2 separate regions of the Bactrocera dorsalis genome follow, and region 2 is linked to region 1. Evidence: chromatin contacts called from public Hi-C data. All regions are on one chromosome and are shown on one strand. The core of a region is the stretch at or near the end of the contact, and the rest is flanking DNA. Distances in the headings are between cores, read along the strand shown. Region 1 holds the start of LOC105231413 (neural/ectodermal development factor IMP-L2). Region 2 overlaps LOC105231483 (neurobeachin-like protein 1).

Region 1 (5,182 bases), core at 1,952-4,451:
CCACCCTCATACATACATATGTACATACGTAGCTTCATATCTACAATTAAAATGTCAATTTAACAATTGATTTGATTGATGAGGTTTGAAAATATTTCAATATGGTTTTTTTTGGCGAAATTACTACCCTTCTTCCGAAGAATGTTTAGGCAATAATAAATTAAAATGTTTGCAACTACATTGTACTCCATTGCAACAACAACAAACCCCCTTTGTATATTACTCAAGAGACCCGTAACCACTCTTAACGGGTTATTACCAATTCGGTAGAGTTTCATCTCACTTTCATTGATAATTTTTTGGAGACAGACTTTTCAAATGTTGAATACATACATCAATTATTATAACATACAAATATTCACATGCATTAAGCACGTGAGAACCAATTATCAAATAAGCAGATTTTTCAAAAAAGTTGCACTCTCATTAAGTAGGTGGCCGCGATCACAATGGTCGTAGTTATGAAAGTTCATTGCTATTAAGGGCTGCAGTTAGCCCTGCAGCCGAATGCGTGTGTGTGCACTAGTGTTGACTTCATGTTTGAATTGGCGATAACCCAGCTGTAAGTTTACAAACGAGCTTAAGTATGGTAACCCCTTAGGAAATTCTCTCATACTGTAATAAGAGCAAGTACATCAGGTACAAAGTTTCGTCAAATATTGATTTTACTGCTTATAATTAAATGCGCAGTAAATTAGAAATTAATTTGATTTAAAAAATGCAGTTGAAAACGAAAATCACGAATACTTCGAATTTGTTTTAATTTAGAGTACATATGAATTATGTAAGTATTTAGTCTAATGCCCCTAGCTGTTCGTCAATATCGCCAGATATCCTTGAGTGAGATATAACGAAGACACAGCATCTTTGTAGAGTTTATCCTAAATAATCCTTAACTCTGATAACTTGTCTCATTTGACACGCTTTCTCTCACGAGATTAAGTATTATCTGTTTCCGCTGGACACAGTGATACAATTTGCGCTGGAAATATTTACCGCTTATCGATTCCAGTGAAATACACTGCTGGCGGCGCCTTAGTGCATAAGAATACGTGATGTGAAAATTATTTGTTCCTGTTTAAGATTCATTAAATATTTGCACTTACAACTGCTTATTTGACAAAAGAATATTGAATGTATTTGAATACATTTTCTTTGAGCTCGTGTGCAACATATGTTTGTATGTTTCTCCCAGGGTAGGATATTATAGTTTCGTAAGTGTTTCAAAGTAAGTTTAATCGAAATTAATGTTTATACGACAAAAGTAGTACAAAAAGTTTAAAAATATTAAAATATTTAGAAGTTTTAAGAAATTTAGCCATTCTAGGGCCTCTCAAAAAATATTTTTTTTACTTAAAAACATATTGAAATCATAAAATCAAAATTCAATGGAAAGAATGGCGAAACAAAAAAGTACAGCCTTGAGAACTTGTGCCCTCGAGGTTAGCTAGACTAAGTGCCCCGTCTTTAAGCGTCGAAACATTGAAGTCGGCTGACAAGGTTTCTCGGGAACTACCCAGCTGATCTTCATGAAATTTTACATATGTACGTCTTTGAGATAAAATTCTTAATAATTTGGACGATAGATTTTTTTTCGATTACAACTATTTAAATAGAAAAATGTCGTGGAATTTTCTATGAAATTTGAATTTTTTGTAAAAATGTCTGCCAAAAATCAAATTTCCAATTTTTTTCCTTCGTTCAAGCTCTAAGTTGAGGTTTCAACTAAAAGACGTATTTTCTTCGCTTTAGATGACCCTGTAAGGGTTATTCTGCTAACGCGGGCGCATCTTTTTTTCGAGGGGTCACCGGAAATGGCGAGTTTAAAATATTTTTTTTCAAAAAATTTCAGAAGTTCTTTATTAATAGATAGTTTATGTTTGTAGAAATAAAAAATTCTAATAAAATATTTTATTTTTAATATGAAAAAAAAAAATTGTTGAAAAAAAACAGTATATACCCGACTATATATACCCGAGGAAGCCCATGTAACCTCTTAAACGAAAGTTTTTAGGGATTATGTACATTTATTCGGCAGATTTTGAGATATGCGAATAAAATTCAATAAGTAGGTGAATTTTAAATGATCGGAAAACAATATCACAAATTCTGGTCCCATTTTTCATCAAAATATCAAAACTAATTTTATTTACTATTCTTAAAGCCTGAAAGAAAGAAATTCGAAAATATTTTTAATCCCATAATAAATTGTCGAATTTATGGTAGACCTTTTTTGAGCTTAATCCCTTTAAAAACGTGTTCCTCCTCTTCTTCCGTTTCCGAAACTCTGTTCTCTTGCTCTTACGTCTTTACTAAGGGCTCGTCAAAGACTTTCCTAATAAAGTGATGGGTTTTCCATTGAAAATCTTCATTTAAATTTCATTATAACATCAATTACGACTTCATTTTGGTAATACAACGAGTATACTTTTGTGGAATACCTTATCGAAAATCGAAACCGTAACTACGCATTCTCATATTATTTGAATATTTGGTAGGCGCGAAATTCAAAATGCTCATATCTCCGATCACGCCAACGATTCACACACACACACGAATATTATCATATTTGCATATGCTGGTACATACACACATACATACATACAGCTGCCAAAAATGAGAACGGAAAAGTCAAACACACATACACAGACGTACTCACAATCTAACTGGTATGCAAGTCGGCCCACCCATGCACACACGCACATACGCATAGGTATGTATAGTATAATAACAAATACCCGCACAGTTACCACTACACGCACACAGCGACACCCCAACGCCAGAACGACGTTGCAGTCAGCAAGAAAGTTTGCGTTGGCGGCACACGGCGGTGAGCAACAAGCGTTGGCATCGTTGCCGTTGTCGTTGACAACAGCGCGGTAACCATCCCAGCAAATGCGGCGGCCATAATTGAGCGCCACCGCAAACACACGCCCGCACATGTAGGCGAAAGGCGAAGCATTCACTGCACCGCGCCGATAGGAGCCGCAGCGGCAGCGGCAGCCACAGCACAATGGCAAAAGCAATGATGACAGCAGCGGCGGAGGCTGCGCTGCTGCTGCTGCGTCACACGCTGTGCTCCATGCTCAATGCTCAAAAAACAGTAGCGATATTGAGGGATACTTGTTGATTCCGATATAAAAGCCTGGAATGCCGGAGCACGATTCGCAATTCATTTTAAGAATTTCACCGCAAAGGATGTGCTAAATCAGTGGGCAAAACACAAAACAAGAAAATAACTGTTGATTAAAAAAATATTTATACACATATGAATATCAGTTTTGCATAAAACGAAGTGTGAAAGCTTTGGATCGCCGCTATTTGTGCGTAGTGTGAAGTGCGAATTTTGTGCGAACGTACTATAATTATTACTTTGAAAAATATACAAACTGTTGTTGTGTTTATGTAAAAGAACACATAACCATAAACCAATCGTAAAAGTCAGGCCATAAAGCCACATTCTCACAGAAGTAAACATTCAACGCAGTTTTCGGCAATTGCAGAGCTTGCTAAGGATTCGCTTGACACGTTTTGAGCATTAACATATTCAAGAGCAACAAACAAATAACGGCAGAATATAATATGCAGGTATGTTTCTACACAGAAGAGTTGTTTATGTAGATTTGATTTTGCGAAAAATAAAAATTGTTTACATTTTTTCGGCTTGCAAAAAAAAGTTGTGCAAAATAAATGTTTATCCACGTTTTTGAGCTTAAACTGCAGGAGTGGATGTATGTATAGATGTATATACATATATATACATACATAGTTGAAAAAATATTAAAAAATATTTTTCGTCATTTTTCTATTTTTATTTTTTTTTTCAACAGTTAAAGTTCAGAGCCTAAATATGCTCTTCTTAGTAATATGGAAGTAATTTAATTCTGAAATATGTTAAATTTAACAACAAAAATTGCTTAGCAGTTTGGCGAGTATTGCGAATTTTCGAATTAATAATTATTATTGTGATAAAAATTGATAAAATATTTTTTTGATTTAAAAATGATCAAAAAACAATAAAATAAGGAAAAATTGGGAATCCTAAAATTATGTTCTAACTATTTAGTGAATCCCAAAATTTGAATTAAAAATTGAAGATTTGATTTTTAATACCAAAATCAGAATATATTTTTAATTTAATAATAATAAAAACGATAAAATATGGAAAAGTTTGTTATAGAACTTTACAATTACTAAAATTGTGTGCTCTGTTGGAAATTTTATAAATAATAAATTCCAAAATTCGAATTAAAAAATGAACTTTTAATTATTTAAAATCAGAAATAAAAATTGATAAAATTTTTTTTCATTTTCGAACAACTAATTTACAGTAAATTTTTCTACAAATAAATCGAATAAATATACATATGTACATATATGAAAATATTTTTTACAGAAATTACTTTTTAAATTAAAAAAAATATTATCAATGTGTAACAGAAAATACAATAAAGTGGCATAAATAACGAGTTCATCTCCAAAATATCTACAAAACTTAACAATATAACAATAAAAATTTAATTTTTTAATTTCCATTTTATTATTTCATTATTATATAATTTTTTGTAGTTGAAAATATTTACACAAAATCTCGAGATATTTTATATTTTATTTTGTTATCACTCTCACTTTTGATTTTTTTAATAACATGATCAAGTTTTTTAAAGATTTTTTTCAAATACATATTCAATACCTACAAGTCGAAAACAAAACTCACGATTTCATAGTCTAAGTTCAAACTAAAAACTTGACTAACAAGTTTACCGACGGTAACAAGATATTGTAAAAATAAAATATTCTTTCTTATAATTTTCTCTAAGCATATTTTTTTCAACAAATGGGCATTCTCTCATGCTAATTTGTTAACAAAGACCTAAAAATAGAAGTAATATATTTGCTTTTCTAATTAAATAAATATTTCATTGTCCTTAGTTTGATAATAAAGGGTGATTTTTTAAGAGCTTGATAACTTTTTTTAAAAAAAAAAACGCATAAAATTTGCAAAATCTCATCGGTTCTTTATTTGAAACGTTAGATTGGTTCATGACATTTACTTTTTGAAGATAATTTCATTTAAATGTTGACCGCGGCTGCGTCTTAGGTGGTCCATTCGGAAAGTCCAATTTTGGGCAACTTTTTCGAGCATTTCGGCCGGAATAGCCCGAATTTCTTCGGAAATGTT
Region 2 (5,182 bases), core at 1,052-3,551, 69 kb after region 1:
AAAGAAACCTCACCCATTACCCAATTTTATCATAATGTATGAGTAGCTTCTAAAATACTACCGGAAGTGAGTGACAGAGATGTTGTTGGAAAAAATACTTAGTCATAGTTAAAGTCTATACAATTAATAATAATTGTCAAAATTTTTGACATTTCTTCGATCACAAATGATTAATGTGCCACTGCCTTATATAAATATTTGGTCTGATACCAGTGCTACATACATATATACCTTTAGCTAAAAAATGTGTGCCTAATACATTGCTATGTACATATTTACAATGGACTTAAATGTGGTAGGTATGTGTTGGGGTTTACTAATCCAATTTCCTCGCTGATAACACCGTTCAAAACCTATGCATAAACGTGTGGAAGCAGCCAAATGTTAGCATATACATATGTGTTTAAGCATTATGGTTCTCATTACGTGTATGCTTATGGGCTCTAGACACGAGATAACACCATCACGTGATATACCATGTTCACGATTTGTATAACGCCTTTTTGGTCTCAGAACGATTCATGTGTGCACAATGCATACACTTGTAAGTATATATGTTATATGTTTGTGAGTGTACATGTCTGCCATACATGCACCTACATCGTTATAACTAGACAATTTCGAATCATAAACGAACAGTAGTTGTTAGCTTAGCATGATAAGAGCGTATGCAATTACTTATTTCAAATGCTCTGCGCCGTTTCCTTTCATGTCTGTATGTCTGTATGTATGTAGGTATGAAGGTGTGTTTGTATGTTCGCAGCCAATGGAAATTGAGGCAAACTATGAAAATGTTGCCGTAGGTCATTGACTAAATACTAGTAGATATGTTAGCTGCAGCCGTTCATGGACTTTAGAGCATATGTGCATACGTTCTTGACTAAATTGAATGCTGATAGCGCAAAAAATTTATAAGTAACGTGTGTAAATGTTGCACATGCACACATACCGACACATCTAGTGTGAATTATGGCGTTAATGTATGTTAACGGCAATTTGCGTATTATAAATTTAATCTCATTGCAAATAAAATAATTTAATCACTTTAAACAAAGCAATGGAATATGCAACTGATTATTGCAGTTGTAAGAGTTTAGATAATTCGCGATGAAATGTTTGTCTTTGATAAGTATTTTAGCATTTGTTTTGTAATATACTATAAATATTTTATAATTGAAAAAAAAAAAAAAATCATATCTCTACCCCGCATTATAAAACATTATAGAATAAACATGAGGTATCAAAGAAAATATTCATTGCACCCAATAGGGAGAGGTTTTGAAGAAGAGACGCAGTGACGCAGTTTCTCACGGATGGATTGAAGTTCAAGGGGAAGGTTGGAGGGCAGTTTCTTGTCGGAAACTCTCAATAAACTCTTATTCCAGACTGCTGGACCACGTAAGCGGCTTTTAAGTAGAAGTTGCAGCCATCATAGTAGCAACAGATGTACTTCCCCGAAGTGGAGCTTCTTTTAGGGAGGTATGCACCTACTCCGATAACAGAGCTGCTATACAGGCCTTGGGCGCGTAGACAGTGAGCACAAAGCTGGTCAAAAAGTTTAATACCAAGATAGCAGACTTGTGTTTGAGTGCCTGGCCTCAGAAGAATCGTCGGAAAATGTAAAGCCGATAAAATTGCAAGACAAGGCACCCGTACCCAAATTTCATCAGGCTGAGTACGAGCAGGAGTTTCTCTGCCTTCGTACATGAATTTATGGGTCTTATGTGAGCTCAGCAAGCGTTAGACAACAGCCGGAATTTGTGGAGTTGCTAAAGCCTTCTGGCCCCAGAGTAGAACGTAATAAGTCTATTCATGAAACATGAAAATTTCGAAAACAGTTGATTTAAATAATTTTTTCCACAATTATACATTTGTAAAAATACCCTAACATCCTCTGCTGATCGAGTTAACATGTCAATGCAATGTTAACAGAAAATCTTAATAACATTTTAGACCAACTCTGTTAAGGTTAGGCTCAATACATTCTCTGCTATGACTGTTTAGATCGACATGCATTATTGTAGCCTACTTTCAGGCTGCAGTTGTAAAGCATACAATCGCTACGAGGAAAAAATTACCGCATACATTTTTTGGTTATAGGTATAAACAAACATATATAAACACTAAAATATGAGCTCTAAACGAATTTAACATTTTTCACTAAATTCATAAAATGCACCACTTACCATGATATGAAACAGTAACGAATGATATTTGTACGCAGGTCTCAGTGCAGCCGATAGGCTTCAGTGTGCGCACAAATTGGCCATCCTGTATGGTATACACGTTCACAGTGCCGTCCTAAACCATAAAATACAAACAAATTAAATCAGAATACAACAAAAGTCAAATTACGGTAAATTTAAGCAAATTACCAGCGAACCCGAAACGACCATATCCAATTCAGTATAAATGGCGACACTCGAAATGGCATCATCGTGACCGTAGAGTGTGGTCAATGGTTTGGGCGAGAATGCATTTTGCGTATTCAGCTGCGTTATCGCCTGCAAATGTGCTTGCCCAGTAAGCGCATGCATTGGAATGTTTGTGCTGGCCGGCACATTGCCGTACTGTTGCGACTGTATGCTCCAAACGATGCAGGTACAATCACGCGAACCGGTCACTAAGTAAGAGCCGCAGTTGTCCAACGCCAGGCATGTGATGATGTCTAGTAGAAATGCAAAGATATTTCGACTGCTTAAAAGGACAAAGGGGTGTAAGCTACACTAACAAACCTAAGTGCCGCGTCACAGAGGCAACTGCTTTTCCCTTATGTAAATTATAGACACGCAGCGAGTTATCCCAGATGCCGCCGGCATACAATAGCTTGCCATCTGTGCTCACTGCGAACAGTTGTGAGTGTGGATGTTGTGAGGGATGGAAGGGGCCAAAGATGCGTTTGCGGTTTCTAAAAGAATAAAAAAATACATATGTATGTATAAGCAAACAAATAAAAATTTAAATACTTTTTAGATTATAGAAAATAATTTTATTGAAAATAATTTGCTTATAACAGAATTTGTTCGTCCACCTCCAAAGCTTATTATTAGAGTTCTTTAGAAAGTTCTTATGATACCGCACCCCGGGATATTATATTTCACCTTTGCTTACTTCAAATTGGTAGTTGTTGCGTCGATTTCCAGCAGAAATCCTCGATCCTTATCATAGGACATCCATGAGTTAGCACCAAGTATACATGATTTCGATATGCTGACAAGCACATCCGGACTGAGTTGTAGAAATGAGCGCGGCGGACTGCGCGGTGCGCTCAGGAAGACAATTGGATCTTTTGGCGTTGACAGCTCGCAATAATATTGCACAACCTTATCGAGGAATTGCGTAAGATCCGGTCGTTTCAATTCGGCGCGCACCAGTTTGAGTGCCGTCTCCTCTTGTGTCAAACGACGCGGATGCGGTTCACGCAATAATTGTGATGGCACTTGACCGAAGTTGTTGATCATACCTTCAACAGCTTCACGTTCAACGGGATTGGTGATTTTATCCAAATCGACGGCACCTTCGTATGAACAATAGTAAAAAACGTTGAGCGCTTCGACAGCTTTGGGGCCTTTCTGTTTGTAGCTGTGTTAAAATACGGGTTTGATACTTAATATACTGCCGGCAAATGTTTTGTCATGAAAATACTCACCCGAAAATCAAATCGATCCAATGATGCAGGTTTTGACTGACATATTCCGATTCTAAAGCACGTCGGTGTATAGCTATAAACTCCTCCGGTGTGTTGGCCCATGTTGGCAGTATGACGTCATCCACTTTTTCTTTTGTTATTTGCAAGTGACCCAAATCAAATCTAAAATTGGTAAATTATTGTTATATTGCAATTATAGCAGCACATTTTAAAATATACATACTTGTTCTTATTTTTCAGAAATTCGGGAAAATAAAAGAATTCTGGTATCAGCTCCTTCACATCGTTCGGATTGTCCATTAACAATTTCCACGTTTGTGGTATCGAGTGGAATTGTCGATCGGCCACATCGAAGCGTCCACTTTGCAACTCAATGTGTAGCGACGTAAATGGTTCCACGCGCAGCAAATAATGCAAAACACCGCCAGAGTTAGAGTAATGTGTGCCGTAATGGAATTTCGGTATCGCACCCGAGGGGTCTTCAAAGGACTCGTATTTGATGCGCACACCAGCCTCATTTTTAGGATTGATCTAAAGTGTGTGTGAGTTATAAGTGTATAAGAGATGTGAAATATAATGCGATTTTTAAGGTAGCTTACCACACCAACAGGCTTGGAGAGATCGCGAAAAGATTTTGGATCGGTTAAGTCTAAAACATCGCTGGTATAGTCGGATAATATCCAAGGAAATACTGGGTACTGACTGAGGTCATTGTAAGAGCGGCCTAGAAGTGAATGAAAACAAATTATAAATAATATAACTGTACTTAGTATTATAAAAAGTGATTACAAAAAGATTTATTTTAAAAATATAGTAACAAGAAGTAATCAAGGAAGATATTGTATAGTTATATTCCAAGAGAATTTGATTATTCTTATTACTGATAAATGAATGAATGAAGTAATGGTCAAACTACGAGTTAAAATTTTTTCTTGACAAAATGGCGTCATATTTAAGAAGGTCATGTGAAAACTTTAAGCCGATTGGTTCAGACGATTCGTAGAAAATTTCCTCACCGAATATAAAAACAGGGTTTCGTGGAAAGCCCGCGTTTAAAGATTTTATTGATTTTTGTTGTTATTGTAGAATTATGGCGACATGACAGTTCTTGATCGGATACAAAAATCAGAGTCCGTCCCGGTTACGTAGAACAGACTGTTGTGGGAACGGAAATTTTATTGATCGGCTCTTTTCAGAGTCGGTTGGACCGATCGGGTTGATAATATACTCTCAAAAATTTGAAAGGGATTTTCATGGAACGCTCTTTAACTGAGTCTTACATAAACACAAAACTTTTTGTCGAATCAACATCAAATTTGGAGCATCTTCTCAAATATATATGTATATAATGGTAAACTAATTCAAACGAAGCAATGACTTACCAGCGATTGTATTCAAGTACATAAGATATTCGAAATTGGAAATCTCACGATTTACCCACTTCTGTGTAAGTCCCGAAGCGCGCAATAATTCTCCGGGAGAGCGACCGGAGCCATATAAAATGTTTGGCGGTTGGAGGCTCAATATTTTCGT

Evidence for each region. A called contact is a pair of places that touch in the nucleus more often than the background predicts.
Region 2: a contact with region 1 is called in a Hi-C map of whole body, with 10 times the contacts expected there. The contact joins the enhancer-like site here to the promoter of LOC105231413 in region 1. A contact is called at or near these places in 2 of 2 Hi-C or Micro-C datasets (both in whole body).

Annotation. Positions count from the first base shown.
Region 1 is chr5:10,757,547-10,762,728 of ASM2337382v1, forward strand. LOC105231413 (neural/ectodermal development factor IMP-L2) reads left to right here and starts at 3,202. Exons shown (of 4, transcript XM_011212700.3): 1 at 3,202-3,588. The coding sequence starts at 3,583.
Region 2 is chr5:10,827,075-10,832,256 of ASM2337382v1, forward strand. LOC105231483 (neurobeachin-like protein 1) reads right to left here. Exons shown (of 34, transcript XM_049458545.1): 25 at 5,032-5,182; 26 at 4,249-4,373; 27 at 3,873-4,180; 28 at 3,650-3,811; 29 at 3,112-3,582; 30 at 2,736-2,908; 31 at 2,376-2,668; 32 at 2,187-2,301. Among protein-coding and RNA genes, the nearest start is that of LOC105231418, 5.7 kb to the right of the region's middle. Within about 2 kb of position 2,302, the one cell type or tissue checked has open chromatin away from gene starts, as enhancers often do.